Linked DNA regions of Mus musculus: regions 2, 3, 4, 5, 6 and 7 are each linked to region 1. Evidence: chromatin contacts called from public HiChIP or PLAC-seq and promoter capture Hi-C data. All regions are on one chromosome and are shown on one strand. Each heading gives the region's core, a stretch centred on a gene start, on an enhancer-like site or on the middle of the called end of the contact. The rest is flanking DNA. Distances are from core to core; before and after follow the strand shown. Region 1 holds the start of Oga (O-GlcNAcase). Region 2 holds the start of Cnnm2 (cyclin M2). Region 3 holds the start of As3mt (arsenite methyltransferase). Region 4 holds the start of Slf2 (SMC5-SMC6 complex localization factor 2). Region 5 holds the start of Wbp1l (WW domain binding protein 1 like). Region 6 holds the start of Sema4g (sema domain, immunoglobulin domain (Ig), transmembrane domain (TM) and short cytoplasmic domain, (semaphorin) 4G). Region 7 holds the start of Sfxn3 (sideroflexin 3).

Region 1 (3,959 bases), core at 829-3,328:
AAAGAACTGGTCAGGGCACCTGCATGGAAGGCTGGAAGGGAAGAGAGAAGGTACTGCTCTCTTCCAAAGGACCTGAGTTCTGTTCCCAACAAACACCTTCAGTGGCTGGCCACTGCCTCTTCTGCTGCCCCCCCCCCCACACATTAAAACAAAAAAGTCTTGGATGGGGCTGGCAATAAAGGGGCTCCCACAGCTTGAGCCTGACAACCTGAGTTTGATCTCCAGGATCCACAAAGGGAAGACAACTGACTTCCTCAAGTTGTCCTCTGGGCCATGTCCAAATGGGCTACGGCCTGTGAACCCACACAAAATAAATAAGGCCACCAAATCCCTGGAGTGTTTGTATAACACGTACAAGGCCCTGGGTTGGATACCCAACACTGCATAAACCTGGCAAGGAAGTTCTCGCCTGTAATGTGCACCCCTGCAACGTCCCTGGAGCTACAAGGTGGGCTACTGCGACGAAGTATTAAAAAAAAAAAAGACTACTTTTTATTTTTTAACTTTCTTTCTTTTTTTTTATTTGTTAGATATTTTCTTTATATACATTTCAAATGCTATCCCGAAAGTTCCCTATACCCTCCCTCTGCCCTGCTCCCCTACACACCCACTCCTGCTTTTTGGCCCTGGCATTCCCCTGTACTGGGGCATATAAAGTTTGCAATACCAAGGGGCCTCTATTCCCAGTGATGGCCGACTAGGCCATCTTCTGCTACATATGCAGCTAGAGACACGCGCTCTGGGGGTACTGGTTAGTTCATATTGTTGTTCCACCTATAGGGTTGCAGACCCCTTCAGCTCCTTGGGTGCTTTCTCTAGCTTCTCCATTGGGGGCCCTGTGTTCCATTTTATAGACTGTAAGCATCCACTTCTGTATTTGCCAGGCACTGGCATAGCCTCATACAAGAGACAGCTATAACAGGGTTCCTTCAGCAAAATCTTTCTGGCATATGCAATAGTTTGACTACTTTCTTAACATTGAACATGAGAGGTTTGTTCCCAAACAGGGCAGATTTTTTTTTTTTTTTTTTTTTTTTAGTCTTTTTGAGACAGGGTTTCTCTGTATAGCCCTGGCTATCCTGGAACTCACTTTGTAGACCAGGCTGGCCTGGAACTCAGAAATCCGCCTGCCTCTGCCTCCCAAGCGCTGGGATTAAAGGTGCGCCACCATCGCCTGGCTGGCAGATCCCTTAAGGAACCAAAATGTCAAGTGTACTCTGAGGCAAGCCCTTAGAGTACAGGAGGCAAGCCCTTAGAGGCAGGGTTTCCTTGGAAATGCTGATGCTAAGGCTAAAAGGGTCATGTCCCTTACGCACACCGCACACTCTCCATCGCCATAACAAACTCGCCTTCCACTCTCTTCTACTTTTATTAGACGTTTGTTTTCCCTGTGCTTGGAATGCAGTCTTTCTTCTCCATACGTAGTCTGGTGAATTTCATACCACAGCCTCTCCCAAAACAAACGTAGGGCTCAATCAGGCAGAGACGTAACAGCAGGTTTTAACCATATTATGAGGTCATAATGGTCCCAACAGCCCAGGATGAGGCAAACTCAATAAAACAGTTGACTGCTCAATTTAAAACACGGTTAACTCCGAAGACAGGATAGAAGAAACAATGAGTCAGGACAGAGGCGTGAGCTGAGCTCCTTGGCATGGTGTCTTCACAGAAGCAGACGTGGGTCAGGCAGCCCCGATGAGCCAAACTGGTACAACAATCTCCAAAGTAGGTCAGTGTCTCCTACCACTTTAAGAACTAGAAGTATCGTCCCGGCGCCTGCGCATTGAGAGGGTAAACACCTCCTTTCCGCCCCCCCCCCCCCCCTTCCTCCCAAACTCCCCGGCCGGCCGCATTCTCCCATGTTCCCCTCCTCCGGGTGGGGTAATGGTCCGACCCAGAGTGTGGCGCTCATCCCGGAGGGTGGCGAGCCAAAATGGTACGTCCCACCGCCGCACACCTCCGCGGTGTTCACGGCGCCCTTTGTCCTTTTTCTCCCCTAGCAAATAAAGCGCAATGGGCTTATCCCAAGGAAAGGCGGGGGAGCCGGGCTGGGGACCGGTCTGAGCCGGTCTGTAGCGCAGGCGCAGTGCGGATAAACAGGAAGCGGGCGGCAGAGGCAGCGGCAGGAGCTGCTTAGGGACTCCGGTGGGGGAAGAGAGCCGGAGACGCCGGGCTGTCCGGAGGGCGGCGGGCGTGGAGGACGAGCGAAGGCGCCTCCTCGGTCCTCCTTCCGTGGAGACGCGGCGGCTGCCTCGCCCTCCGCTTAGGCTCCCGGCTCCCAGCGCGGGGCGAGGCAGCGGCTGACAAAGGGCTCGAGCCGGTGCCGCCGCCCTTCTCATCCGGGCACTCCGGGCCCCCGCCGAGAGGAAGGGGGAAGGGCGGAGGGGGAGGGGAAGGAGCCCCGGAGGCGCGCGTTCGGAGCCGCGGCCCCTTTGCAGGGCTCCGGGCCTTTGGCCCAACGGACCGAGGCCGAAGGGGAGCGGTGGCCGGCGGCAGGAGGATGGTGCAGAAGGAGAGCCAGGCGGCGCTGGAGGAGCGGGAGAGCGAGCGCAACGCCAACCCTGCCGCCGCCTCGGGGGCTTCGTTGGAGCAGTCGGTAGCTCCCGCCCCCGGAGAAGATAACCCATCGGGAGCCGGGGCTGCGGCCGTGGTCGGGGCGGCCGGAGGGGCCCGCAGGTTCCTGTGCGGTGTCGTGGAAGGTGAGTTGGCCTTCCAGTCCCGCGTAGGTGTTCAGCCTCCGTCCCCGGGAGGGGCGTGCTGGTGACTTTTCCCGCAGTTCCCCGCCCCCAGGACGGGAGGCGTCCGTCATTGCTCACACGGGGTTACGGGGAGGAGACAGACGGTGGGCACACTTCTTTACCCTCCGCTATGTCACGGCTTCGGCGACTCCGGGCTATGGAGGAGCCTGACCCCACCCTCCTCTGGCTTAGAGCCACACAGATTTGTCGGAGGAGGAGGCGGTGGCAAGGAAGGAGCCTGTGGTCCGGCTGTGGGCTTCACTTCTTTGTACCTTGGGATCTTAGTCCGCAGAGATGCCTGCTTTCAGTTGAAATTTGTGCAGCGCTCCCATCCCCCGCCCCTATCCTTGTAAGGGGAAAAAAAATCAGCCCTCACAGGCACGTTTTTACCCGTGAAGGAGCGCAGTCAGCTTATTATATTACAGATTCCTTCAGGCTTAGGAAATTGTTTTGTTTTTATTTTTATTTATTTATTTTTGTTAGCCTGTAAGCCTCCTTCACCTCTTAAGACTCACTTGTAGCCCAGAAAAGTATCATCCTTTAACAATTGCTGTTTTTTTGACTTGGGAGTGTGTGTAAATACCAGTATATCATATCTCAGAGCATCTGTTATGTGGAGTTAGAATTCAGTGAAAGTCTTAATTTCTGTCTTCTCATTTACAGTTGAAAAGGACGAGGGCGTTTTGATAGTAAGGGAAGATGCCGGAAGATCTTAATTACAATTTCTGAAATAGAATGGGTGGATACCGAGCTCAGGAAAGCTTAGTTCTTCCCTAAGCACTCCGTAATTTGAGTTTTCTTATGGATTTTTTTGTTTGTTTGATTTTTGTTTTGTTTTTAGTGGCAAACTCAACGTTTTCTAGTTTCTTTCTCTATTATTATTATTATTATTACTGGGGAATATAAAAACTAGTACTCAGGACTGAAGAGATGGCTCAGCGATTAAGAGCTCTTCCGGAGGTCCTGAGTTCAATTCCCAGCAACCACATCCATGGTGGCTCACGACCATCTGTAATGAGATTCGATGCCCTCTTCTGGTGTATCTGAAGACAGCCACCGTGAACTTGTATATTAAATAAAATCTTGTTTTTTTTAAAAAAACAAACCAAAACATTTTAAAGACTAATACTCAAGCCAAAAGGGATAAAGTTAGGTTGGCCTCCTGGTTGAGAGCTCCAGCTTTTCCACTGTCATGGAAGACCGAGGTCGTAGGTCTGGTAG
Region 2 (3,959 bases), core at 908-3,407, 980 kb before region 1:
AATATTTTCCAAATGTCTGTGATCAGATGTAAGCGAGCCGGTCTGTACTTTCTTTCACCTACAATGAATGAATGAAGTAGATGGCCCCTAGAGGGTCAAATTTCAAACACTGGAATTACAAAGCCTGTTTTTTGATGGTGTGAAAAAGTAATGGCAGTTTTGGGCTTTTAAACCTAGAAGTGCTCACGAGTTCAATCCGTCCCCAAGTCCATGCCATCCTTTCAAATTTGCAATTAAGAAAGGGAGAAAATCCGGTCAACTCTCCTTGGGGGGTTGGTCTCAGGGGTAGAGGGTTCAAGGAGGGAGGAGGACGGAGACAGAAAGAGCAAGCCAATTTAAAAAAAAAAAAAAAAAAAAAGCAAAATTGCCCACCTTTCTTAAATTCTTCCAGCATAGCGTCCAACTTGGTGTCGTTGAAAACGAAGTGCAAAGGGTGATTGTAAAACTTGGTGATGGTTTTCAAGGGAGTACAGTCATCCGGATCCACGAAGGCCAAGTCTTTGACAAAGAGCAGGTCCACGATGTTGGAACGTTCTCCCTCGAACACCGGGATTCGAGTGTAGCCACTCTCCATGATCTCCGACATGGTGTTGAAGTCCAGGATAGCCTCGCCGGTTATCATGAAGCAGTCCCTGAGGGGAGTCATCACGTCCTCCACCGTCTTGGTGCGGAGCTCCAGCGCCCCTTGGATGATGTTCAGCTCTTCCTTAACGAGGTCGTTATAGGGGTCAGTAACCCGGAGCATCTCCAGCAGTTTTTCCCGGTTATAGACCGTGCCTATCTCCTGGCCCAGGACGCAGTCCAGCAGTTTGCTAACCGGATAAGAAGCGGGGAATGTCATCATCATGAAAAACTTGGTGAGGAAGATGGTGTTGGCCCCTACCGCCAGGCCGTGTCGGGAGCAGATGGCTTGGGGCACGATTTCTCCGAAGATGACGATGCCAATGGTGGAGACCACCACCGCCACAAGGCCTGAGCCCGCAATGTCGTCCAGCAGGATGGTGAGCGTGGTGTTGACCAGTACGTTGCCCAGCAGCAGCGAGCACAGCAGGTAGTTGCCCTGCCTGCGCACCGGCTCGATGCGCTTGGCATAATTCTTCTCTTTCTCCGTGCCGCAGTTTTGCACGATGCGCAGCTCCATCGGGTCCAGAGCCATGAGCCCCAGGTTGAGGCCGCTGAACATGCCCGACAGGCACAGCAGCAGCGAGATGAAGATCACTTGCAGCCAGAAGGGCAGCAAGAACTTCTTCTCCTCGCCCACTATCATCTTGGTGTCCTCACCGTCGTGGTAAATCCAGGTGGTCTCGGCCCACGGAGGAGGCGGGAGTCCGGCCACCCCCGCGCCACCCTTGCCCCCGACGGTGCCACTCGCAGACCCGGAGCCGCCGGCGCCTAGTGCGGGCGTGGAGAGAGACGTGCACAGGTAATAAGACTTGCTCTTCTCCATCTTGCGCAGCGGTTTAATCTCGATCTCGATGATGCCCGATGTGCGGCGATTGAGAATGATGTGGGGCAAGATGATGATGTCTGAGGTGCGGATGCCGCAGCGCTGGGGGCCGCTGTCCGGCTCCGGAGGCGCGGGGCCCCCCAGCCCACGCTCGCTGGGTGTGTGCCGGCGCCGCTCGTGCTCAGTGAAGGCGATGCGGGACCACGTCTCGTTGTTGATGTTCTGCCCGTACACCCGCAGCTTGACCCGGGTCCGCTCGCTCACCCGCAGAGCACCCCCTTCCATGAACGACACGTCGTTCGTATCCTCCAGCCGCAGCCCGATGATCACGGTCTCCTCGTTCTCGCCGGCCGCTGTGCAGCCGCCCGCTCCCCAGCAGCAGCTCAGCAGTAGCAGCGGCAGCAGCCGGCCCGCAGCTGCTTGCAGGACCCCCCGGCCGCGGGCACTGAGGCTGCGGCGCGCCGCCATCTTCCAAGTGGGCAGTGCGGCGGCTGCCTGCCCGCCCGCCATCTTTACTTCGGGTTCACAAGCGCCACAGCCAATCATAGGGTGGCTGCTCCAGCTGAGGCTTCATCCTTCCCACCCGGCGGCGCGAGCGCAGGCACCGGCGCCCGAGCAGGACTGCAACCGCGCGTTCGCGCCCAGCCCTTAGCTGTCCTTCTCTCTGAATGACACTGATTCGGACTGAGCCAGCTGAGGAACCCCCGGGCTCGAGGGAGGAGGGAGCGGAGGGAGGGGCGTGCTAGCCTCTCCCGCGAGAGGCAGGTCTGCCAGCCAATCAAGAGCGGGTGCCCGCCTTCCCAGCCAGGGGGCTGGAATGGGGGCGTGGTCGCAGTCGGCGTGCCGCACCAATGGCACGGGAGGTGGGCGGGGAGATGAGGGCCACTGTCCTCCTCTGCATGCCAAGTTTCCAACTGAAAGGCGCGTGACTCTTGTGTATGCGCGGGGAGGAGGCGTGGCCATCCCGGATGCAAGAGCCAGTCAAAGATGAGCGCTGTAGGGATGGGGGCGTGGTCTTCCTCCAGGCGGCCAATGAAAGGGAGCGGTCCGCGGGTGCGGCGCTCCCTGTGGGGTCTCTGTAGTAGATCCTCGCGCGCGGCTTGGCAGCCCTGCAATACTGCCCTGAGGCGCGAGGCCTCGGGTCCTTGCTGCAGGGACTTGCGGGCTCCACGGGGCTCCGTGTCGCCGCAGAATGGGCTGAGCCCTCCTTCCCTGGGAGCACCAGAGCCGGACTGGAGACAGCTTACGATGCACATAGCCTAAAACCAAATCGGGATACTAGTCAAGCCCCCCAGCCCACTACCCCTGCATGCGGTTCCTCTGGAGATTCGCGGTGACAGGGTGGCCCTAGCAACGCCGAGGACCTGCGGTCTCCGTGACTCTGTGAGCCCTCAGCTGCTCACGATCATGTGGCGCCACCTGCCGGCCCTCACGGACGACCTTTGCTGTTTTCTAGCTCTCAACAAACCTCTCAAAGTGTGGTCAGCTTCCCAAACTTTGTCATCACAGGGATTCTCCTGTAGTCCTGCTATAATCACAGAATGAGATGGACCCTATTTTTGGTTTTGTTTTGTTTTGTTTTGTTTTGTTTTTTAACGTGCACCCAGGCAATTTGGGGAAATAGGAAGGGGAGAGCAACCTGAGAAGGCCCATGAAAGCTTATTATGAAATGCACAGGTCAAACGCTGTTAGCTCCGGAGAAGATTCATTGTGGAGCACAGCTCACCAGGACTCTCAAGTCCATTGCATCAGACTAGATGCGGTAGCACAGTAGCTCCCAAACTGAACTTTCTGCCTCCCAACTGAAGCGCGTTTTAAAATGTTTTTCCTGATCTTACTTTGTATTCCATAAACACAATACTCTTCCTTTTTTGTGAACACCCACAGTGTTTTTTATAATTTCCAGGACGAGTGATTTCTGGGCTCATTTCAGCGGTATCCTCGCAATTCTCTCTTTTTTTTTTTTTTTTTTTTTTGTTGTTTTGTTTTGTTTTGTTGTTGTTTACAGGGTTTCTCTGTATAGCCCTGGCTGTCCTGGAGCTCACTTTGTAGACCAGGCTGACCTTGAACTCAGAAATCCGCCTGCCTCTGCCTCCCGAGTGCTGGGATTAAAGGCGTGCGCCACCACGCCCGGCCGCAATTCTGTCTTCTTTTATGCTTGTCCTCAACCATTCCCCTGACCTTCCAACTAATGACTTGTCAACCCAGGGCCCATTGCTCCCATATTTGAGCCCTCCCCTAACTCCTCATCTCCTGACAAAAGCCAGAGTGCTCTCATCGCCTACAAGGTTCTGCAAGCTCTGCCCCAACCAGGCTCTGTCATTTTCTCAGTCACTGCCAGGGGATCTTCCTGGCGTCTTCGCATGTGCCATGTCCTGTGGATGGGACTCAACTTCTTTCAGATGCCAACATAGCCCTGTTTAAAGGCTTTGCTCAAAGCCACCAGACTCCATCTCTCCCTTATTTTTCTTCAAAGCAAAGATCATTTACTAATACCATGTGTAAATTACTC
Region 3 (3,959 bases), core at 685-3,184, 920 kb before region 1:
CTCCCAACCACGTAATCTCGCTTGAGTGTTATCCCATGACAAATCTTTCTGGACAGAGGATGGAGGCAGAAGAGAAAGTGCCACTGTTGTCACAAGCTCATCTACCAGGTTAGACCTCTGTCAGTGTCTCTAACTTCTAGGTCACTGGAATCAGAAATGAAAGCAACAGAAACCCAGCTTCTCAAATTACCATGAAGAAAAGGGGGAAGCAATTTCAAGGCTCAGGGAACGACCCAGAGGAACCTCTCCTTTTCCTCCAAACCTTTGCCTTACCTGGACCTCAGTCATGTCTATTCCGGTGACATGTCCCTTCTCACCAACCAGCTGGCTAAGCACATAGCAATCCCTGCCACTCCCACTACCCAGATCCAAAATTCGGCAGTTTTCCAGCCGCTCAGGAACAGTCAGACCACAGCCATAATACCTGAGGGATGGAAATGACGTCTTTCAAAAACAGAGACTAGAAAGTTCTCAGACGCTAAATCTACACTTCCTCCACGTCTTCCTCAGCCATCCATACGTCTGTCTCGTCTCTCTCACTCAACAGGGCCACGTCTGCCCTAGCAGCATTGTAGGCACCGTGCAAGGTAGCAAGACTTAAACCATCTAAACTAGCGGTTGAATAATAAATCTATCTAAGGCTGCTGAACAATTCAAACTCGGGACCTGAGGACAAGGATTCTGGCCCTCACGTGCACACACTGTAACGTGGGAGGTAAAAACTACAGTTTAGAAACCCCTTTCTATGACTGGCATTGAGTGCCACCAGGAGTTAGGGGCTGTAGTAGTCAGGAGAAGGCTTCATGACCCCAGTAGGACTTCAGTGGGGTGGAGAGGCAAGGGGTAAGGTACCCTCTTTGATAACTGCTCTCTGGGTGGGCAATACTGTATCAGAGAAGGGCAACGTCAGAAGGAGCCACGGCTGATTAGAATGTGTGGGCCCATCTATTAACCAACTTGAATGTCTATCTGGGGCCAGGGAACTTGAATGTCTCCTGCAATGGGCAAGGATGCAGGACATCGATGAGGGGTCCTCGGCGGAAGAGCAAGAAGTTCGGTGCCAAGCCTTGTGGGTATCATCACAGTAGTTAGGGCAAGCAGGATGTCCAGCAGAGATGGTTAAATTTCCCATAGTGGTCACTATGGGAAAATTGGTAGTCTGGAGGCTTCCAGGGGACAACACACACACTCTACCTCGAACTAACGTCTTCGTGTACATTCTGCAGACTTTCCCGGATGTAGCTGGGGACCGGCTTGGCTCGCGTGACACAAGCATTAGTCTGGAGGTCTGCAGATGTCTTCAGTACATTCCCATAGTAGTTCTGACTCAGCAGCCACGGAAGAGAAGCCAGGAGGAAGAGGATTGACGTTAACTGTTTGCAGAGCTCCAGGGCTCCACTACACTCCTAATTACAGAAAATTACAGCCCACTGGCCTTTGCTCAAGGCAAAAATCTAACCCCACTCCTTGGCCTGCTGCGGGCGTGGTTTGGCCTGGCTTCCCCCAGAGTGCTCCGCGCCAGCAGAAGCTGCTTATTGGCAGGACTTCTATAGGACCAGCGAGCCCACATAGCCATTCCCTAGGACCCTCACCTGAACGTCCTTGTGGATCTCATCAGCGTCTCGGGAAGCAGCCACTGACAAATGGGAGAACAGAGGTTAAATGCGGTCACCACACAGAGAACGACAGGGCTGAAGCCAAGATGGAGGGCGAGCAGGACACGGCGGGGGGGTGGGGGGGACCCGCAGCCTGCTGGGCTACCCAGAGTTGGGGGTAGGGTGGGAAGCGCTGTGAGCCCGTGGGAAGGCAGAGGTCAGAGGGGACTGGCCAGAAGACAGGAGGGACAGGCACTCACTGACTCACGATCTCCACGTCCAGGATTCCCTGTCCAGGATTCCCCTCAGCCCGGCTTTCGAAGAGATCGCCGAGGCCACGCCCCCTGGCCGACCTTCAACCCCACAGCCCTGCAAGACCCTACGGAAGCCTCTTAGCTATACACACCCCTGGAGTCTGTCACCTTGGTGGCTTTGAGTCCTTGTGTCCAAGAGAATGGTTTTATTGGTTAACGTCCTCCTTTACTGATTCACTGAGTTTCATTTGTAAATCTTGTGTGTGCCTGTGCCTTAGGTAAACACCCATATCTATTTTCCTCCTTCTGGAATGAAACCATCGGCCTGGCCCTCAATCTGTCTCATAAGGTTGTTCATTGAGATATCACTTAGGCCAGTGATATTCACCTTTCCTTAGCGCACAGTTCTGTGAATTCAGACAAACGTGCACATGACAGCCACCAGGTGTTAATTCCAGCACTCCAGGAGACAGACAGGTGACCGAAGCTGGCAGAACATCCAGTTCGAGGCTGACCTGACCTACAGATCGAGTTCAAGGTCAGCCAGGACAAACAAACTGACAAAACACACCACCACCACCCAAACCCAAAAACCTCCCAAAGAAACAAAAAGCTATTCTGTTCCCACATGTCTGTCTTTTTACATTGTTTTGTGGGTGCATATGACCACGGTGCCCATGTGTGGAGACAGGTGACTCCCACAAGTTAGCTCTGTCCTCTACACTGAGTTCTGAGAATCCAGCATCAAGCTTGTGTGGAGAAATGCTTTTAGCTTTTACAGCTAAGGTCTCTATTCCTGCACTTCTTCGCATGTCTTACTTGCTTTGTGGTTGAAGCAAACATTGTCATTCGCCAAGATAAGGAAGGCTACCTTATCTTGGTCTACATGAAAGGATGTCTAAATAAAAAGTGGACTTCTTTGAAAGTATCCTGTTTCCAATCCCATTGATCAATACAAAAAAAAAAAAAATCCATCAAGAAAGTTTCCAAATTTCCTGCTAATTGTTATTGGAAGTCAATCAGGTGACAGAGAGATGGCTCAGTGGATAAAGGTGATCATCACCAAGGCTGAAGACTTGATTTCCAACCCTGAAATCCCCATGAAAGGCAACTCCTGCAGACTGTCCTCTGATCTCCACACACAGACCACAGCATGAGCACATACATGCATAAATAAATGTAATGTTACAAATGAGCCAGGGGCTTGAATGGCATGGCAGATAGCTCAGTGGCTAAGAGCACTGGCTGCTCTTCCAGAGGACTGGGCATCTGGCACGCACACACTGGCACCCATTCAGGCAAAACACCAATGCAGATAAAGTAAGAATAAGTCTTTTTTTTTTTTTTTAAACACTGGCAATTGTTGTTGGGATGTTTTTAAAATAGGAGATGTGGGTTTTTTTTTTAATGACCATTTTTATCAGCAGCAAGTTTTAGACTCGTAGAACAGTTCTCCAGAGACACAATTTTCAAAGTGTTCTCCCTGTAGAGTGAGCCCTTCCAACCATGCAGTTCCTTCCTCCTTGTTGCCTCGGGCAGAGGATGCACTCACCAGCGCTGCTCTCGCTCAGAAGACTCACTTGATAACCACATCCACAGAACCACAGTGAGCCACCCACTATCACCTCTAGCTACTGCCACTCTGCCTTCACACTGAGCTGATTTTGAATTGGACGCTGACCAGCAATCATTCTGACTAGTCAGTGCCACGGTTTGAGTTTTGGTTTTTGGCTTTTGGGGTGCTTCCTAGTGGTCAAGATTGAACCTTGGGGCTCTCGCTCTCTTGCTTACTCCCTTCCTCTCTTCCCTCTCTGTCTCTTTTCGCCCCATTCCCCTCCCCCACCTCTCTGCTCACTCATGGCCAGCCTCTCCTCCTCCTCCTCCTCCCTGTCCTCTTCCTCCTCTTCTTTCTCTCCCCCCCCCCCGCCTTTCTCTGTCTCTACTACCCCCTCAACTCCCTTCCCCATGCCCTAAATAAACCCTATTCTATACTAAGAAAAAAAATTGCCCCTTGGGTCTCATTTATGCTAGGGAACTAAGCTGCACTAAACTGCACATAGAGTTCCTGTGTTCTGTGTGTCATCTCTGCTGAAGAGCGGGCTTTCTACTT
Region 4 (3,959 bases), core at 1,094-3,593, 850 kb after region 1:
AAACAGAACAAAAAAGCAAAGATTCAAGGGGCGAAGAGATGGCTCAGTGGTTAAGAACATGTGTTGCTCTTGCAAAGAAGCCAGGGCTCCCCACACCCAGATGGCTATTCACAAATGACTAACTCCAGTTCCAGGGGTATGTGATGCCATCTTCTGGTCTCCTAGCACCAGGCACACACATGGTGCAAATATACATGCAGCCAAAACCACTCATTCACATAAAAAATAAGTAAAATACTTAAAACAAAACAAAACTTAAGATACTTTTACAAAAGCATCATACTACCTAAGTAAAATAAAAAGGAAATTGGACAGTTAACAAGTAAAAAAAAAAATCAAACAGCTTTAATAATATGTACGGGTTACTACACACTAACATGGGCATACAATTATTTCCTGAACCTATACTCTGATCTGTTCATGCATGTTTGAAAGAGAGCCAACAAGCAGTATCCCTGAACATTCCTCCACTGAGCCAGTACTCAAGACGGCAGCCTGAGCAATCCAAACCCAAGGCTGATCTCCTTCTCTAGTGTACATTTTACTGGTAGCATTAGAAGAGCAGTGACCATCTTTCCTGGTTTACCTAGACTCCACCAGTATGTTGAGAGAACCTAAATGATGAGTGACAGGTTATGGGAGAATACATGCATTTGTTTACAGAAAGTCAATTACATTAGGTAAATTAACTCTACCACTGAGTAAAGGAAGAAATACTAGTGAAGACACATGATGTGCCTATTTCTGGCAGTGGAGAGGTGCAAAAGAACCCAGAAGCAGCAAATTAAAACCAAGATATACTTATATTTTTACTAAAAATTAACATCATACCCTTCCCCTAAAGTATTAAATCTAATACTACTCTCCAATACACCTGAATGGAAAAATGACTTTTGGTAAACCATGAAACTATAAACGAACTCTGTAGAGGTAAAATAATTGTTTCCTAAGTTCAAGCACACAGAAATATCCATTACTTATGTATAACTGGTTAAAAAAAATTATGACAGTTTTACAAGCCTTTAATCTGAAAGTGCTGGAACCAAACGTGTTAGAATTCTCAATTTATTGGATTTTGGAGGGGAAATAACTTGAATGTATTATGTGCAGCCCCCAGCAGGATCTGGCGCTGCAACCTGTAGCCAAAATATTACTATTTCTCCAGCAAAGCTTATCAACACTCACACTCAGTACCACCCACAAACCTTATATTAGCTCTGATCAACCTGGCTTGGCTGCCAAGGCGGCTGTGGTAGGAAGCAATGAAAATAGTTGTTTTTCACAGCCTTCTGTCCTTCAGAATTAAGATAAAGGATTGTGAATCTGTGCTACAATATTAAAGCATAAACTTAAAACGTCTGTTACCAATTCTTAAAAAAAAAAAAAAAAAGACAGTACCAAGTTCGTAGATAATTTGAATGTTTTATTGTCAGAGGATGTCATATGATGAAATTCTCCATCATTACATAGCTCCCAGAAAATCCTTACCATATAAAAAAAGAAAGGAAGAAAAAGGAAATAGAAAAAGAAAGGTCTGTTGGTGAGGGAGAAAGTCACTCAAAGAGAAAACAGGCGCATTCCAAAAATGTTTTTAGTATGAATGGTCGTGTACACTGTACTATTAAGTAATTCGTGGGTTTTCCTTATCACATCTTACATAATTAAACTCAAGAAACCACCAGGATCAGAACGATCTAAATAGAGGCTTCGAGAAGGGAGGGCCCCAGGGCAAGCGCTCGAAAAGGAGAAAAACAACCTTCTACCTAAAGCGGGCTCTCCGCAGCCATCTAGGCTGGTGGTCACTAGACCAAAAGCAACACCTCAACTACAGAAAAGGAGACTTCAACTCCCAGAAGCCCCCGCGCGGAGGCGGGGCGAGGGCTTGCAGGCCCCAGAACATCAAGGCCTGAGCTCGCTGAGGATGGCGGGAACTGAAGAGCAGCCGTCCGTAGTCCTCCCCTATACCCGTGCCCCCGCGACCCGGCCCCTTCTCAAGCCCTCTGCACTGTACCTGTCCCCAGGACTCTCTGTTCTTTTTCCCGCTGCAGCAGGGGCGGTACTACCGGGTCTCAGATGGCAGCGCGGGGGCGACGACCCCGGGGCTGGGGATGAGGGGAAACCTGGCCTAGCGGGCATGCAGCGCCTTGTCATGTCGGCGCCGCTGGCGACGGCGGCATGAGCTGTGGCTGGAGAAGCTGGGTGCGTGGTTGCCGTCTTGCTGCTGGGACTCGGGGAGGCTGTCGGTGCAGAGGTGGGCGGCACCCCCTACTCTCTTCATGGCGGTTCTCTCTTCGGAAGTGACTCCGGTGTGAGCGGGAAGGAACCTGAGGACCATCAGGGGGCGGGCCTTTCTTGAGGTGCCGCGTCGCGATTGGCTGACCTGAGGGTCACTCTGGTGGTAGCGCAATAGAAAGCCTCCGCCTGCCGGGAGAGGGCGGGTTTTTTGGAAGGGGGAGGGGAGATTGAAAACTGCCCTCCCCGGGCCCGTCACGTGCGCCTGGGGCGCGCGCCTCCTCGTCGGGGCCGCGGCGGCCTTGGCCGGTGCGTGGGAGTGGGAAAGAAGAGGCAGTGGCGGGTGTTACGACAGCTGGCGACAGCCGCCTGATCGAGGGCTAGGGGTGAGATTTGCAGAAGTAAAACCGAGCCTGCAGCTGTCTGTAGTGAAGATGGCCAACATTTGTGACGATTGTGCTACAGCTGCCCTAATATTTCATAGTCACTTTGGCATCTTAGGCCAAAATGCTGTCACCATTTCCTTTCTGTTCCTTCTCTTATAATGTGATTTGACCGTTCTGTGAGGGATCTTCTATACTGTGATATAGTTGTTCCGTTTTTTTGTTTTGTTTTGTTTTGTTTTGTAAGGGAGGGGGCGGGGGAGCACTCAGTCATTGAATTAGACATTTTTATTCTGTCAAAGCGTTTTGTCTCTAATGGGTTTCCCCATGAAGTCGCAGCACATAGACTTCTTTTCCTTATCAGTAAAGGACTTGTGCTTTGAAGAGGCTGTTAGGTTGGATTTCTTTAAGTTTTTATTTATGTATATGGTGCTCAATTTGCATGTATGCCTGAATGACAATAGAGCATGAGGTTGTGAGCCACCTTAGGGTTGGTGGAATTGAACTCAGGACCTCTGGAAGTAGCAACTAGTACTCTTAACCACTGAGCTATCTCTCCAGCTGGGTTTTTTTGCAGACCGAGGAACTGGTCAGAGTAATTTAAAACTTCACTTCCCATGTGTATAGAATGGGTATAGTTACTCACTTCTCTGGGTAATTTCCCTTGTCCCCCCCACTTCCCCCCCCCCCCCCCACACACACAGGGTTTCTCTGTATAGCCCTGGCTGTCCTGGAACTGACTGTAGACCAGGCTGGCCTTGAACTCAGAAAAATGGCCGGTCTCTGCCTCCCAAATGCTGGGATTAAAGGCGTGGGCCACCACTGCCCATCTTCTCTGGGTAATTTTAAGTAATAAAACCCAGCAATGTAAACAGGTTTAGATTCTCTCGTGTAATTGGTACAAATACAAGATTCTCTTTCCTTTGGGCTTCAGATTTCCTGCAGTACCCGGCCAGTTTTTTTTTTTTTTTTAGGGAAGGCTTGTAATCCTATTGTAATCCTAGTACTTGGGAGACGGAGGTGGAGGGTCAAGAGAGAAGGCCGCGGCTGTGCTGATAGTTCATGGTATAAAGGAACTTGCTTTCATGACCCAGGACCACATGGCAGAAGGAGAGAACTGATTCAGTGCGGTGAGCTATCCTATGACGTCTGTCAGCGTATACACACACGAAATGAATGCAATAAAAGATATCTTTTTAAAGAGAGAAAGAAATAGACATTGAGTCCAGCCTTGACTATGTAGCAAGATCCTGTCTCAAAGGAACTAAAAAAAAAAAAAAAGAAAAGAAAACAAATCCTATCAATCTCAAAAATGTCCAGGCTCTAACTGAGAGGAATGTTCCC
Region 5 (3,959 bases), core at 415-2,914, 820 kb before region 1:
CATTACACAGGGATGTGCAGAACAGGTAAACCCACAGAGACACAATGCAGGCTAGTGGGTGTCGCCAAGGGCCAGGGCTGGGGGTGGGGGAGGGGTGGAAACAGGCAGTAACTGGTTAATATGGATCATTCTTGGGGATGATTCAACTGTTTTGGAAGTAGATAGCCGTGGTGGTTGCACAACCATGGAGCGCCACAGTGATTCACTTTAGAACTGTTGGTTTTGTTCTGTGACTTTCAGCTCACTTGAAAAAAAAAAAATCTTATCAAATCACAGAGCTCGGCAGAGGATCAAGAGTTCAAGCCCTGCCTGACCTACATTGCAAGATCCTGTCTCAAACAAAACAAAACTCAATTATTTTGGGGTTTTGGGTGTTTTTCTTGTTTTGTTTCTTGAAGAGGATATTCGGGAGAAAAATAAGATACGTATGTGAAAGGGCTGCCCTTGAGCTCTAAGGGGAAAGGTAAGAATTCTGCTAACAATTTCTGCTCTTCAGCGTGATGTGACGTGCTAAGCTGCACAGGCTGTCCCTGTGCCTGTGGAAAACAGACAATGATGGGAAGAAAGGGGAGAAACCAAAGGAAACGATAGAAGCTTTGCCAGATTTAACAGGGGAGGGGTGATTCCCCCTACAGCACCCCACCCAATCTGGCACCAAGAGTAACGCTTCAATTAGGGTTTCGAAACGCCAGCCCAAGCTAGAATCAGCATAAGCAGGCATCTCGGCCCTGGACTCAGGAAGAGCAAGCCACCCAGCAAGAAAAGCTAGGGTGCTCCACTTGCTGCCGATATTGGCATCGGAACCACCCTCTGCTCAAAAGCCCTGAGCTGGCTCGCTCGGATCAGCACTAGTGACTTCTTCCCAGGACAGCTAGCCTAACAGCACGGTTTTCTCACACTCAAATGTGCCCCTCCTCCTGAGGGGTTACTACTTCATCCCTACTATCTCCCAAGAACCTTACCTCCAGCAACAGCCCACCAACGTACTATGCCTTACAGCATTAAAAATAAGAGTCAGGATGCCCTCAGAACTTTTCCTTTGTCCAGCCTGAAATAAATACCATGCTGAGCCCTCCTCCCTCTGGGGCCAGTGCAGTAACCTGGGATCCCAGCACACACTGGTGTGCACACAGTCTCTGGCTCCGGACTCTACTGCGGAGCAGAAATAGGGCCCACGGGCGCCAGTGTGCGGCGATCTCCGCGAAGAGTCCTCCAGAGCACCTACCATAACTACCCTCTCAAAGGACCCTCAAGTCGCCTGGCACCATTGCCTCTGCCACCTTCTTGACATCCAACTCGTCACAGGTGTCCCTCAGCTAAACATCAACACCCCCACCCTTCACCTGGTCCACCTTAGCCATGGGCTTCCCTCCCGAAAACACTCAACTCCTTGCAAACAAACCTCTTTGAGACCCCCCTCCAACCAGGCCTCGACCGCCCCAGACCCCCAAGCTAGCCCAGAAGCCCTCCCCTTACCTGCGGGGGCTCAGCCCTCACTGACAGGGGGCTGGGCAGCGCCTGGAGGAGCAGGAGCGCCATGCCACCCAGGAGCCTTCTCCTCTCCATCCCCCTCCTGCTCCTGCTCCTCCGCCACGGCGCCGCCACCCCTCCTCCTCCCTCTCTTCTTCCCTCTGCTTCCTCCTTCCCTTCTTTTCCTGTTTCGCTCTGCCCTCCCGCTTCCGGCTCGGCTCCACCCCGCCCCAGGCAAAGGGCCCGCCCAGATGCAGGGGAGGGTCTCCAGCTCCCGCGCCTCATTGGCTCCTACTTTCTGTCCATTGGTCAAAAGAACTGTGAGTCAAATACCAGTCCCAGCCACCCTCGTGCTAGGTGATTTGGCCAATGAAAAGTGGGAGGAAGCTGGGCCATCTTGAATGCTGCGAGGTGCAGAAAAGTGCAGAGCGCCCCGCCCCGCAGAGAGTGGCGGAAGTAACAGGAGCTAGGGACACGACCACCCGGATGCATTGAAAAGGTTTACAGTATTTCAGTCATTTTGAGTGTGGCGGAAATGTTATGTTCCCACAGTTAAGTGGAGGTAAAAGAAAGAAAGAAAAAAAAAAGTGGTGAGGTATAATGATTCTAAAGCGTGCTTCCAACTGCAGTCTATAAGCCTTTGGTGCTTTTTGTATTAAAATAAGTAGAGGTAAAAGAAAGAAAGAAAAAAAAGTAGTGAGATATAATGATTCTAAAGCGTGCTTCCAACTGCAGTCTATAAGCCTTTGGTGCTTTTTGTATTAAATTACAGGAAGCCCTATTATCAGGATCCTTTTTCCAAGCTCACTACCCAAGCAGCAGCTTTGAGTCATTTGAGTCCCCTATTAAATAGCACCTCTCTTAGCGATAGTGCTCTGCTACCCCCAAGTTTCAAGGACAAAACTCTTCAGACCCTACTCAGAAATAGCTCTGAGACCCACCAATCATTGCTTCATCCATGTTATCTTCCGGCTAAATGAAAATGGCTTCCCTTTGCCCCTCCACACACCGCAAGGACAATACTAGTCCACACAAACCCACACATCACCATGTAGCTGCTTCAATTTGAGAATTCTTGTCCAACAGGGCAGGAGGATGTATCACTCTGTGGTAAATGGCTTGCATGGGCAAGGCCCTGAGTTCAGACCCTGGTATGGGCCATAAGGAACAGAGAAAGGGAAGAGATAGAGGGAGGAAGAGAGGGAAAAAGAAAGAAAAAATTACACTTCAATTAGTTACAGGATGTACTTGGCTAGTTTTTGATGTAGGGTCTCTTCCTGTTGTCCATACAAGCCAGAAACTAGGTAACTCAGGCTGTCCTCAAAGTTGTGTTAGTAGTTCCCATGCAAAGCCCTCCTGCTCATTATAACTGCTGTTCAACACCTTACAGGCCAACTCAACTAAATGGATAAGGGTTTGGCAGCGGGTGGGGGTGTGGCTGCTGCCGAACCGACCTTGGCTTTCTAGGAGGGACAGTGAAAGTGTTCTGGATTACAGTAGTGACAACTGTAGCACTTTGTGACTGGACTGAACGTTACTAAACCATACAATTTAAAGGGCTGGATTTGGCTAGGTGTGGAGGTGCATAGCTGTAATCTCAGCACTCACGACTGCATAGCCTGAGCTTCATCGAAAGGAAAATACCAATTTCATGCTGTCTGAGTTCCATTTTACTGTCTAAGTGGGTGTGGGGTTAAATCACAGCTGGGATCTCGGCACTCGAAGTCCTTTGGTACAACTGTGTGGTGTCAGATGAATGCTGGCAGCGTTATATCCTCGGGCTCCATCTCAGACCTACAGAACCGGAAGCTGGGATGAGCCTTTCCACCTGTTTTCACAACATCTTCGGATGACCATAGTGCACATTTTCCCCCTTTGAGGCAGGGCTGGAATATACTATGTAGAGCAGGGTAGACTCAGACTCATGAAGATCCAGCTGCCTCTGCTTCCAAAGTGCTGGGATTGATGGCATGTCCCATAGGCCTAGTATCTATTTCTAAAAGTCACAGTTGCGGGATAGGGGAGGCGTGTTAAAAGTCTACGGGACACATGCACAGCTTCTATCACATATTCTAGGTTTTCTTTTAATAGCCCATTAAGAAACGTAAAAATAAATTTTTGTTCCTAAGTGCACAAAAAAGAAAAAAACCAAACAAACAAACCCAGAGAGCAGGCAGATTTGACTATGTATGGCTCGCCAATTCCAGCCCTAAGACAATGTATAATCTACGCCGGGAGACCTGTGGAGCACCGACAAGGGTCGGTGGGTTCTTCTCCATTATTAAGGAAATCAGACAGGTTCCCTTACAGTTGTGACATCCTCTGGCATGCCAAGGCCAAAGTCAGACCATAGAACCTGCTTTCCATCAGGGGTTAGTAGCTTAGTTTGCAGACAGTGTTTCATGTTCTTTCAAATAGTTTATTCAATTCATAATGGTGCGTTTGAACAGAATCAGCAAATCTTGCCAGACAAAACTCATTACACACTG
Region 6 (3,959 bases), core at 1,016-3,515, 790 kb after region 1:
CGAGTCCATACTGCACCCTCTGGCTGGGTATCTACACGAGTCCCCGCCTGCTAGACCTACCTCCTGGCAGGGAGCAAAGGCTTGAGGGGCTGGGGGGGTGGGGAGGTGCAGGGAGTTGGGTCCCTGAGCTGCACAAGTGTAATTTCTGCTGTGCAGGAGACTGCGGTGTGAAAGACCAGTTAAGACTTAAACAATATGGAGACAGTGACCTACGGGATCCTGACACTTGCAGCCACCTTTCGTGACACACCTTAAAGACTAGAACCGCGCCTGAGGTGGAGGCCATTGATAGGCCAGGGAACTTCCGGAGATTTCCTTGGCTGGGCCAGATGTGGAGGCTGCCTGATCTACCCAATGTCATCAGACAGCCATAGGCAGGGTCAGAGGGTGTCACTGGCCTCTCCTTTTCCTTCTGGGTCAAATATTAACCATCCGGCTGTAAAGAGAGGGGAGGGACCTGGAGCTAGTCAGAGGAATAGCAAGAATTTGGAGGGTTTGTTCAAGAGGTAAAGGTTAGCACTGTCACACGAGGGAGAGCGAGAGGGTCTCTGAGCCACAGAAAGGGCATCAAGTTCTTGTTTTGAGGGCTAGGGCAGCTGGAGGTTTCAGGCTGCCCAAGCCGTACCCTCCATGTGAAAGCACACCTGTTTACACTGGGGGGCCTCCTGTTTCCTCAGCACTGAAGGGTGAGTCCTCCCACTAGGGAAGTGTGTCCAGGCGGAGACAGGAGGAAGACATCCTAGGTCAGAGGAACCGCTCAGTGCGGAGTAAGGGGCATTCGTGGGTCTCAAAGACGGTGACACACTTGTACACAGTGTAGGGCCAAGAACACAGGCATTTATAGGAGTCATGTGCATGCACACACACATATACAGAGAGAAAGAGACAGAGACAGAGTCAGAGACAGAGAGAGAGCGCACAAAGGGCCAAGGCCACATAAGGTTGTTTACCTGTCATCCATCCAGTGGATCATATATCCTCAGAGGTGAACAAGCAGGGCTAGATATTCAATAGGACGGTCTTGTTCACACACATTTGTAAAGGGGGCATTCACACAGAATTGTTGCTATTGGGCCAGGCATAGTGCACACATGTATTCTGAGTCCTCAAACACAGTTACATTCGGGCAGAGACAAGTAAGTACTCATGACATGCATAAAGGGGTCTGACTTGGGCTGCAGGCTTGGTGGCTGACAGTGTCTGCTGGGGTCAGATGCACGGCTGAATCCTGTCTCCTTTCCTGAAAGTCCTGCTCTCTCTCTCTCTCTCTCTCTCTCTCTCCCTCTGCCACCCCAAGGGGTGTGTGTGTGTGTGTGTGTGTGTGGTGTGTGTGTGTCTTCTGACCTGGAGTGAATGCCTGTAATGGAGAATGGCTAACCCAGGGAGGTGGAGGAGGAGGAGGAGAGGAGATCCTCGAGTTTAGCAAATGGAAGGTGAAATGCTATCTTAGCAGCCCTCTTCCTGCCCCGCTCCACACGCCCCCCTCCCCATCTCCCCCAGATTGCATTTCTAGATCTGGAGAACTGGGCTAAAGCGTCCAGCTCCATTTAACCTGTTGGGAGGGCCGAGTTAATGGCCAGGGGGTGGAGCATGCCACCCCTCCCCCCAGTACTAAGCGGGTTCAAGGTCTCCAGTTCACACCCCAGACTTCACTCCAAGTTTGGGTTCCTTCCCAGGGTTTGCCCGCTGAACTCTGATCATCTTCTGTTAGATCCTAGGGTGGAGAAAACTGGGGAGGGGAGGACCCCTCCCACAGGATCAATAGGCTTTCAACCTTCATCCCTGATGTCCGTCTGCCTGGGGTTAGCGGTATTTGCCTCTGTCCACTAAGATGGAGATCTCTTCAGATTTGAGGGTGCCTCTCCCTTGTCTTCCCCACCCTCCACCATCCTGGACAGTTCGAGGTTTTCTCCTTTGAACAGATCTAACCTCAGTATCTACTGCTGCGGCTCGAGGACAAGCTCTCCTTCGATCCCGCCGGACGCCAGGAGACATGACCCAGATCCTGGGGAACACTGTTCTCCACGCGGGTCCCGGGCACGCTGGGCGCCCCCGACTCCGAGAAGGCCGGTCTGCGCCCTGCGCGACCCGAGGCCTGGCCCGCGCCCCTCTAAACCCTTTTATGCGGGATTGGGGGTCTCGGCGGTGAAAAAGGCCTGGCTTAGCTTGGAGGGTGGAATGGATGCGGACAAGGCTTTGCCCGGCCGCAGCCCCCCGCACCGCCACCGCCCGCACTCCCCGCCTCCCTCACCTTTGCGCTGGGATCCGGGTCCATAGAGACAGCGACGTGCGGCTCGCGGCCCCACAGCACCAGCTGCAGGAGGAAGGGGCTGCGGCCGGAGCGAGGCGGGGTGGAGGCGGAGCCGGGGGTGGGGCGGGGGCCGGAGGCGGGCCAGAGGCGGGGGCGGGGAAGGGTGCCCGCCCTCCTTTGCGACCCCCACCACGCACAATAGACCCGATTTGTGGGAGATGCTCGAGGCCCACGGCTCCTGGCGTCCCCTTTCTTCCAGGCTCAGTCAGTCTGAGTATCGCCCGCCCCCTGGTGGGGGGGGGGCTACCACCGCGTGCGCCCTAAAACAGGCTGGTCCTACGGATCTGCTTTGGTCCTAAGACCCCTCCCATTTACCTACTGCAGGGACGCGTAACCCCCGGGTCCCGGAGTCTTGTACTCTGCTCTCTAACCTGTATCTCACTTCTTGCAAAACATGTTTGCCATGCCCTCCTGCCTTTGGTCTATGGAGCGGGTGTGCTGATGGGGACGACAGTATCAGATTTCTGCGTAGCTCTTGGTTCCCAGTTCAAGGTGTGATTCCTCACTCCCTGCTCCCTCCAGGCTATTCAGTTTGAGGTCAGAGTAGGTGAGATGGGGCCCTGAAGGGATGAAAAGACAGCATACAGAGAATGCTCTTTATGCACAAGAAAGCCATGCCACTACGTATGGATCACTCAACAAATCTCAGTCCAAACCCGGGCTCACCTCAAGGGATTGCGTTTATCATTTTCCATCGTCATTTTACCTCCAAACTTTCAGTGTTCCCAGGTATCCAAAAATTCTGTGCTTGCCAGGTTCAGCCTTCTTCCCTAACTCCTTTACGATGGTCTTCTCTGAAAACTCCGGCTCTCCTTTCCAAGTGCTATTTAGAGCGAATCGAGGGCTGGGGTTGGGGCTCAAGGGCACAGTGTTTGCCTAGCATGTAGGACACTCTGGTTTCATCTCCAGCATCACAGAAAAGCAAAAACAAAAGCAACAATGAACTCGGCTTTAAATCCTAGTGAATCCTGACCTCTGGCCTTGACCTCTCCACCTTTCAAAAAGAAAAAAAAAAAATCCGTGACGATAATGATGGGCAAAGAGGACCAAAATACGAGTCTAAAAAGCAGACTCTTGCATGTGCCTAGGAATTTAAGTCGTCTTCTAGTGGCGTATGAAACTGATGAGAGCCTGGGAAGAAACTTTCCTCTTTCAAGATTCCCCAGAGCTCATACAGTTTGGCACTCAATCTCATACAATCTCAGAATTTGGACTGTGTGTGTGGCTGCAGACTGCTAGACAGAAGGGCCCAGATCACACTTCCACCCCCCTGTTAGAATATCTCCTGGCACTCTGCAAACAGGATAGTGTGTGGTGCAGCGGGGGAGACTGGGAGAAATGTTTTCATTAAAAAGTGCACACACACTTTAAACGTTTATTATATTCATTGTGTATGAAAGCGCATGCATGCATGTGGGACCCCCCACCCCATGTGTGATATCCTAGAGGATAAATTGCAGGGAGTCTGCTCTTTTTCCACCATGTGGGGCCTAGGTATCAAACTCAGAGGTTGTCAGGGTTGGTGACAGACACCTTGTCTGCCAGACCATCTCACCTGCCCAAGCCAAGCACACACTCTATACACACGTTGCTCTGGTCCACTTCTTTTTCTGTGCCCCCACCCCATGCTGAGGAAGTAGTAGTTTCA
Region 7 (3,959 bases), core at 506-3,005, 740 kb after region 1:
ATGTCCTCAGATCCGCTGAGCTAAAGTGCTGCGTCACAGTGGCGTGATTTGAGGCAGGTTCACCTGTAATTCTGCACGATGTTCCGGGAAGCTTCCAGCTGTTCCCCGGACAGCAGCAGATTTCGGGGATCAGTGACTGTGAAGAAATGCCGGGCTCTGCCTAGAAATGTGCTTTGGTCCCACCGAGGTTCCTGGATGTTGATATTTAAGGGCAGGTCACCCATCTTCTGCAAGGTAGCAAGAATAAGGGTCAGGTCCAAGGACTTCCTTCACTTGGGAGACACTTTGGTGGCTCTGCCTTGGCCCCAGAAACTGACCAGTGCTTGCAGGTGCTCAAGGTCACTCCAGATCCATAAACAAGGGTGGGGGAGGAGTTGTTCCCTAGGTAGTGTTTTAGCCAGGAACATACAGCCACTTAAGAGCCGGAGGGAAGACCAGAACCAAGAATATAGCTTTCCTGACGCTGTGGCCTGATGCCAGATTTACGTGTGTGTGAGTGTGTGTGTGTGTGTGTGTGTGTGTGTGTGTGTGTGTGTGTGTGTGATTCCCCAGCAGCAGCTAATCTGGGGCAGCTATCTTGAGCTCCTGCTATAGGAGCACAGAACATGGATAACACACCCAAGCCCTTTCCAGCTTCAGGCCCCAGCTGCCCCAAGACTTAGATAAAAACTTCCAAGGCTGTTTGGAAAAATGACAGAAGGCAGCCCACACTCAAGCCCCTGATTGGAGGAGACATTAGGCACCTGAGGGCTGATCCGTACCAGATCTCAAACAGCACTGGAGTGGCAGCCATTTGTGAACATGTGAGCACCCACATAGCCTCCTCAAACCCACTTGCTTCCACTCCTACACAATAACTCCGGGCTCTCCCTGGTCCTGGGTTGAATAGAACTGACGCAGGCACCCACCCAACTCTCTCTGAGCCTCAGAAAAACCTCAGGAAAGGGCGAGATTCAATGGATGCCCCTCCGCCCAGCACAAAAAGGAATGCCAAGAACAGCCATCTGGCTGTGTTAGGCAAAAATCCTGCAGAGTGACTAATACCCTCCAACCCCACTTCCTCCCTCACAGTAGACACCGTCCCCACCCGACTTTCACATACTTATACACAAAGACAGGCACGCCCTCCCCAGCACACAAACAGGTTAGAGTCACACTGTATACACTAGTCAACCAACCAGAGTACCGTTACACACACACACACACACACACACACACACACACACACACACGCTCAGCCATATCTATCAGTTGCAGACATTTGAAAGCATGCCTAACACACAGCCTCAACCAACCCCTCCTTGTGCCCTACAGATCCTAACAGACCACGCAATATGGAATTCCCATAAGAGAGAGCACCTCTCTCAAGGCAAGCCTTCTGTTCTGAGCCCAAGCCCTCACCCCTCCACTTTGCTGATTCCCAAGGCAGCAGGCACTCACGCTTTCCGGGGTTTTCAGCCTCTAGAAGCTCTCAGACCCGCCTTCCTCACCGCTCTCCGCTTTCCTCCCAGCCATCACCGAGACGTCACGCGTGACGCTGAGCAGCAGGGAAGGGCGGGGGCTCCCTGAGCTCGTTCGCCTGACCCACCCCCCCTCTTGGCAGAGTTCCGAGACAGTGGATGTCCAGAGTGATTCTCCCAGACCAGGCCGTTGAGACCAAACCCGACCCAGTCCTGGGAAGCAATTCTGGCCTCCTTCCCAACCAGGGAGAAAAGGGGAGGAGCCGCCCCACTTGCCTCCTTCGCTTGCAGTCCCTTAGCTTGCCTCTGGAGGCACCCACCCCCGCAGCACCCAGTCTAGGTGCACTGGGTGCGGGTGAGCGGCGTGGAGGGCGGGCCTCTGAGGGTGCAACGCCCGGAGGGATTCGGATTACTGCTTGTTTACTTGATTGCTGCCTTGGCAATGGACTCTCCTTGCTTGCACCCTGGTCTGCTACTCCAGGTCTTAGAGGCTCCTTTTGCAGATCCTCGTCATTCGCATCTCTTTCCAGCCACATTGTTGTGGTATCTGTGCCCCTTTTGTGTTCCCAGTCCCCTTTGCCACCTAATCCCCAGCTCCACTGTGCCAGCAATTTTTTGTACCCCCAACACTTATCCGTACACAAACTGACGCCCCAGTCCTAGGGATGTGCACGGCCAAAGTTTCCCGTGATCTCTGCCTGCATCCAAGCAGGCGCATCAGAAAGATTCTTCTCCTAGTGGCCTGGGATCAGCTGCTGTATCGTGCGGCCTTTCCAGAACAGGGTGTCTCCGAAGGTGAAGAAGGCATTACACACACACATCCCTTATCCATCAGCACCCAGGGCACAGCGGCGACACAGCCATGTTCCAGCTTTCCTTCCTGCTGATCTCAGGCTCAGGTTCAGCTCTTTCGTTTGTGACATTCTCCCACAGAGACCTTAGGGATGACTACGGAAGGGATGGCAATTTCAGGAAGCTAGCGTGGCCCGGAGAAGACGTGATTCTAGTAGCCAGTGGAACCCAGCCAGTTCCAGAGCCTGGGTTCCAACGACCAGTTGGGGTTCAGAGTTGGGGCGGGCAGAGCCCAGAGGTATCAGACAGGTGAGAAGCTACAATCCGGACAGGCTACCAAAGGTGCTAGAAGAGAATGACTGGCGGTCTCAGCAGCCAATGGGATCCCAGGACCGCGCAGGGTAGCTCTATTCCAGCAGCTGCGCGGAGCGTGGGCGGGGTCCTTAGTTCACTGTATCGCGCCCGCCAGCGGGCGACAAGGGCAGCGGCGGCACACGGGACCAGGTGAGGTGGCCAAGTCCTAGAGGTAGCGAGGCAGGAGGTCCTACATGGGGGAGTCTGTTTTTTGGTTTACAGAAATGCTCTAGAGGGCGTGACCCCTGGTTTTGCACTAGCGATTTGTGGGGCTCTCTCCAGAAGATCACTCAGTCCTGGGATAGAGTCTTGCAGCGACTTTAGACTCACAACTGCAGCCTGGAGCCTGACATTCACCTGGGGGTGGCGGTGGGGGGCAAGCTCGACCGCAGCTATCCCAGGTCCTGAAGTCCAGCTCGGGAGGCTAGCCCCTACCCATATACATATACACACAGGAAAGATGCTGCAGTAAACTGTGTGGCACCCATTCTCCTCTCTCTCTTTAAAACTCAAGAGCCTGCTGTGACCCCCATCTCTACTCTCTGAGTGTCAGATGAGGACCGGAGACTGGGTGGATGACTCCATTGAGAATAGCAATGGAGGAATGGAGGGAGGAATGGAAGGAAAGTGTCCCAATGGCCTTGTAGAAACAAATCCCCAAATCCAAGATGGTGCAGAACTGGGCCGATCTCCTCTGGGCCCAGGATGGGAGAGGGGGACAGGATGTTCAAGTCAGGAGGAAGTGCAGAAGCCAGGGTAATGGGACAGCACTCATCCCTCTCCCCAAACCCTGTTCTTCCTACACAGATCTGGAAGCCCTACTCCTAAGAAGCATTCAGACTGAAATTGCATCAGAAAGATCCCTCTCTTCCAAGTGGCCTGGGATCAGCTGCTCTGTCTTGTGGACTTTCCAGAACAGGGTGGCCAGAAGAAACACTATTTTTCGACTCAGCGAGATCTGCCTTACTAAGACTCCAGCCCTACTGAGAAAGCTCATGGAGCCTGGAAGACCAAGAGCCAACCTTCGGAGGGCAGGCAGACTCTGTCCGGATCTGTAGGGCACTGCCCTAGTCTCACTACTATGGCACGTGGTTTCACGGTAGGCTTTGACCCACTGGGTCTAGGAGAACTCAGCTCTGGCTCCCTGAGCTCTGTCTCCTCCCGAGGCCACCTGGGCAGCGACTCAGGCTCCACAGCAACACGATACCTGCTGAGGAAGCAGCAGCGCCTGCTGAATGGGCCCTCCCGAGGAATTCGAGCCTCCTCGCCCATGGGCCGGGTCATCCTCATCAACTCCCCCATCGAAGGTGGGTGTGGGGCCCGGGAGTGACTTGGATGGGAGCACTGAGGACA

Evidence for each region. HiChIP or PLAC-seq counts read pairs in DNA pulled down with a chosen protein or histone mark. Capture Hi-C pulls out chosen DNA fragments and counts their contacts.
Region 2: a contact with region 1 is called in a promoter capture Hi-C map of liver, with 2.8 times the contacts expected there. The contact joins the promoter of Cnnm2 here to the promoter of Oga in region 1. A contact is called at or near these places in 2 of 39 promoter capture datasets (liver and neutrophils), 1 of 115 datasets of contacts at active chromatin or transcription factors (pancreatic cancer cells) and 1 of 9 other capture datasets (liver).
Region 3: a promoter capture Hi-C map of pancreatic islet shows a contact between it and region 1. The contact joins the promoter of As3mt here to the promoter of Oga in region 1.
Region 4: an H3K27ac HiChIP or PLAC-seq map of extraembryonic endoderm stem cells shows a contact between it and region 1, with 4 times the contacts expected there. The contact joins the promoter of Slf2 here to the promoter of Oga in region 1. A contact is called at or near these places in 8 of 39 promoter capture datasets (the C10 cell line, cranial neural crest, embryonic stem cells and 4 more), 6 of 484 Hi-C or Micro-C datasets (LSK cells, embryonic stem cells, gonadal supporting cells and 3 more), 3 of 115 datasets of contacts at active chromatin or transcription factors (extraembryonic endoderm stem cells, memory CD8 T cells and pancreatic cancer cells) and 1 of 9 other capture datasets (adipose tissue).
Region 5: a contact with region 1 is called in an HNF4G HiChIP or PLAC-seq map of pancreatic cancer cells. The contact joins the promoter of Wbp1l here to the promoter of Oga in region 1. A contact is called at or near these places in 4 of 39 promoter capture datasets (cranial neural crest, liver, neutrophils and 1 more) and 2 of 115 datasets of contacts at active chromatin or transcription factors (memory CD8 T cells and pancreatic cancer cells).
Region 6: a FOXA1 HiChIP or PLAC-seq map of pancreatic cancer cells shows a contact between it and region 1. The contact joins the promoter of Sema4g here to the promoter of Oga in region 1. A contact is called at or near these places in 3 of 39 promoter capture datasets (hippocampal neurons and liver), 1 of 484 Hi-C or Micro-C datasets (cortical neurons) and 2 of 115 datasets of contacts at active chromatin or transcription factors (extraembryonic endoderm stem cells and pancreatic cancer cells).
Region 7: an H3K4me3 HiChIP or PLAC-seq map of bone marrow-derived macrophages shows a contact between it and region 1, with 4 times the contacts expected there. The contact joins the promoter of Sfxn3 here to the promoter of Oga in region 1. A contact is called at or near these places in 9 of 39 promoter capture datasets (the 3T3-L1 cell line, the C10 cell line, the HPC-7 cell line and 4 more), 7 of 115 datasets of contacts at active chromatin or transcription factors (astrocytes, bone marrow-derived macrophages, effector CD8 T cells and 4 more) and 1 of 9 other capture datasets (macrophages).

What each region holds. Positions count from the first base shown.
Region 1 is chr19:45,781,672-45,785,630 of GRCm38.p6, reverse strand. Oga (O-GlcNAcase) reads left to right here and starts at 2,078. Exons shown (of 16, transcript NM_023799.4): 1 at 2,078-2,699. The coding sequence starts at 2,501.
Region 2 is chr19:46,759,807-46,763,765 of GRCm38.p6, reverse strand. It overlaps Cnnm2 (cyclin M2), which reads right to left and starts at 2,157. Exons shown (of 8, transcript NM_033569.3): 1 at 373-2,157. The coding sequence starts at 1,993.
Region 3 is chr19:46,705,433-46,709,391 of GRCm38.p6, reverse strand. As3mt (arsenite methyltransferase) reads right to left here and starts at 1,934. Exons shown (of 11, transcript NM_020577.3): 1 at 1,856-1,934; 2 at 1,593-1,636; 3 at 1,195-1,322; 4 at 274-424. The coding sequence starts at 1,856.
Region 4 is chr19:44,929,503-44,933,461 of GRCm38.p6, reverse strand. Slf2 (SMC5-SMC6 complex localization factor 2) reads right to left here and starts at 2,343. Exons shown (of 20, transcript NM_001081225.2): 1 at 2,012-2,343. The coding sequence starts at 2,151.
Region 5 is chr19:46,596,811-46,600,769 of GRCm38.p6, reverse strand. It overlaps Wbp1l (WW domain binding protein 1 like), which reads right to left and starts at 1,664. Exons shown (of 5, transcript NM_001177812.1): 1 at 1,477-1,664. The coding sequence starts at 1,566. Sfxn2 (sideroflexin 2) reads right to left here. Exons shown (of 12, transcript NM_053196.3): 12 at 3,869-3,959.
Region 6 is chr19:44,987,650-44,991,608 of GRCm38.p6, reverse strand. It overlaps Sema4g (sema domain, immunoglobulin domain (Ig), transmembrane domain (TM) and short cytoplasmic domain, (semaphorin) 4G), which reads right to left and starts at 2,265. Exons shown (of 15, transcript NM_011976.1): 1 at 2,252-2,265.
Region 7 is chr19:45,045,372-45,049,330 of GRCm38.p6, reverse strand. It overlaps Sfxn3 (sideroflexin 3), which reads right to left and starts at 1,755. Exons shown (of 11, transcript NM_053197.4): 1 at 1,441-1,755; 2 at 64-227. The coding sequence starts at 224. Pdzd7 (PDZ domain containing 7) reads left to right here and starts at 3,559. Exons shown (of 16, transcript NM_001195265.1): 1 at 3,559-3,913. The coding sequence starts at 3,688.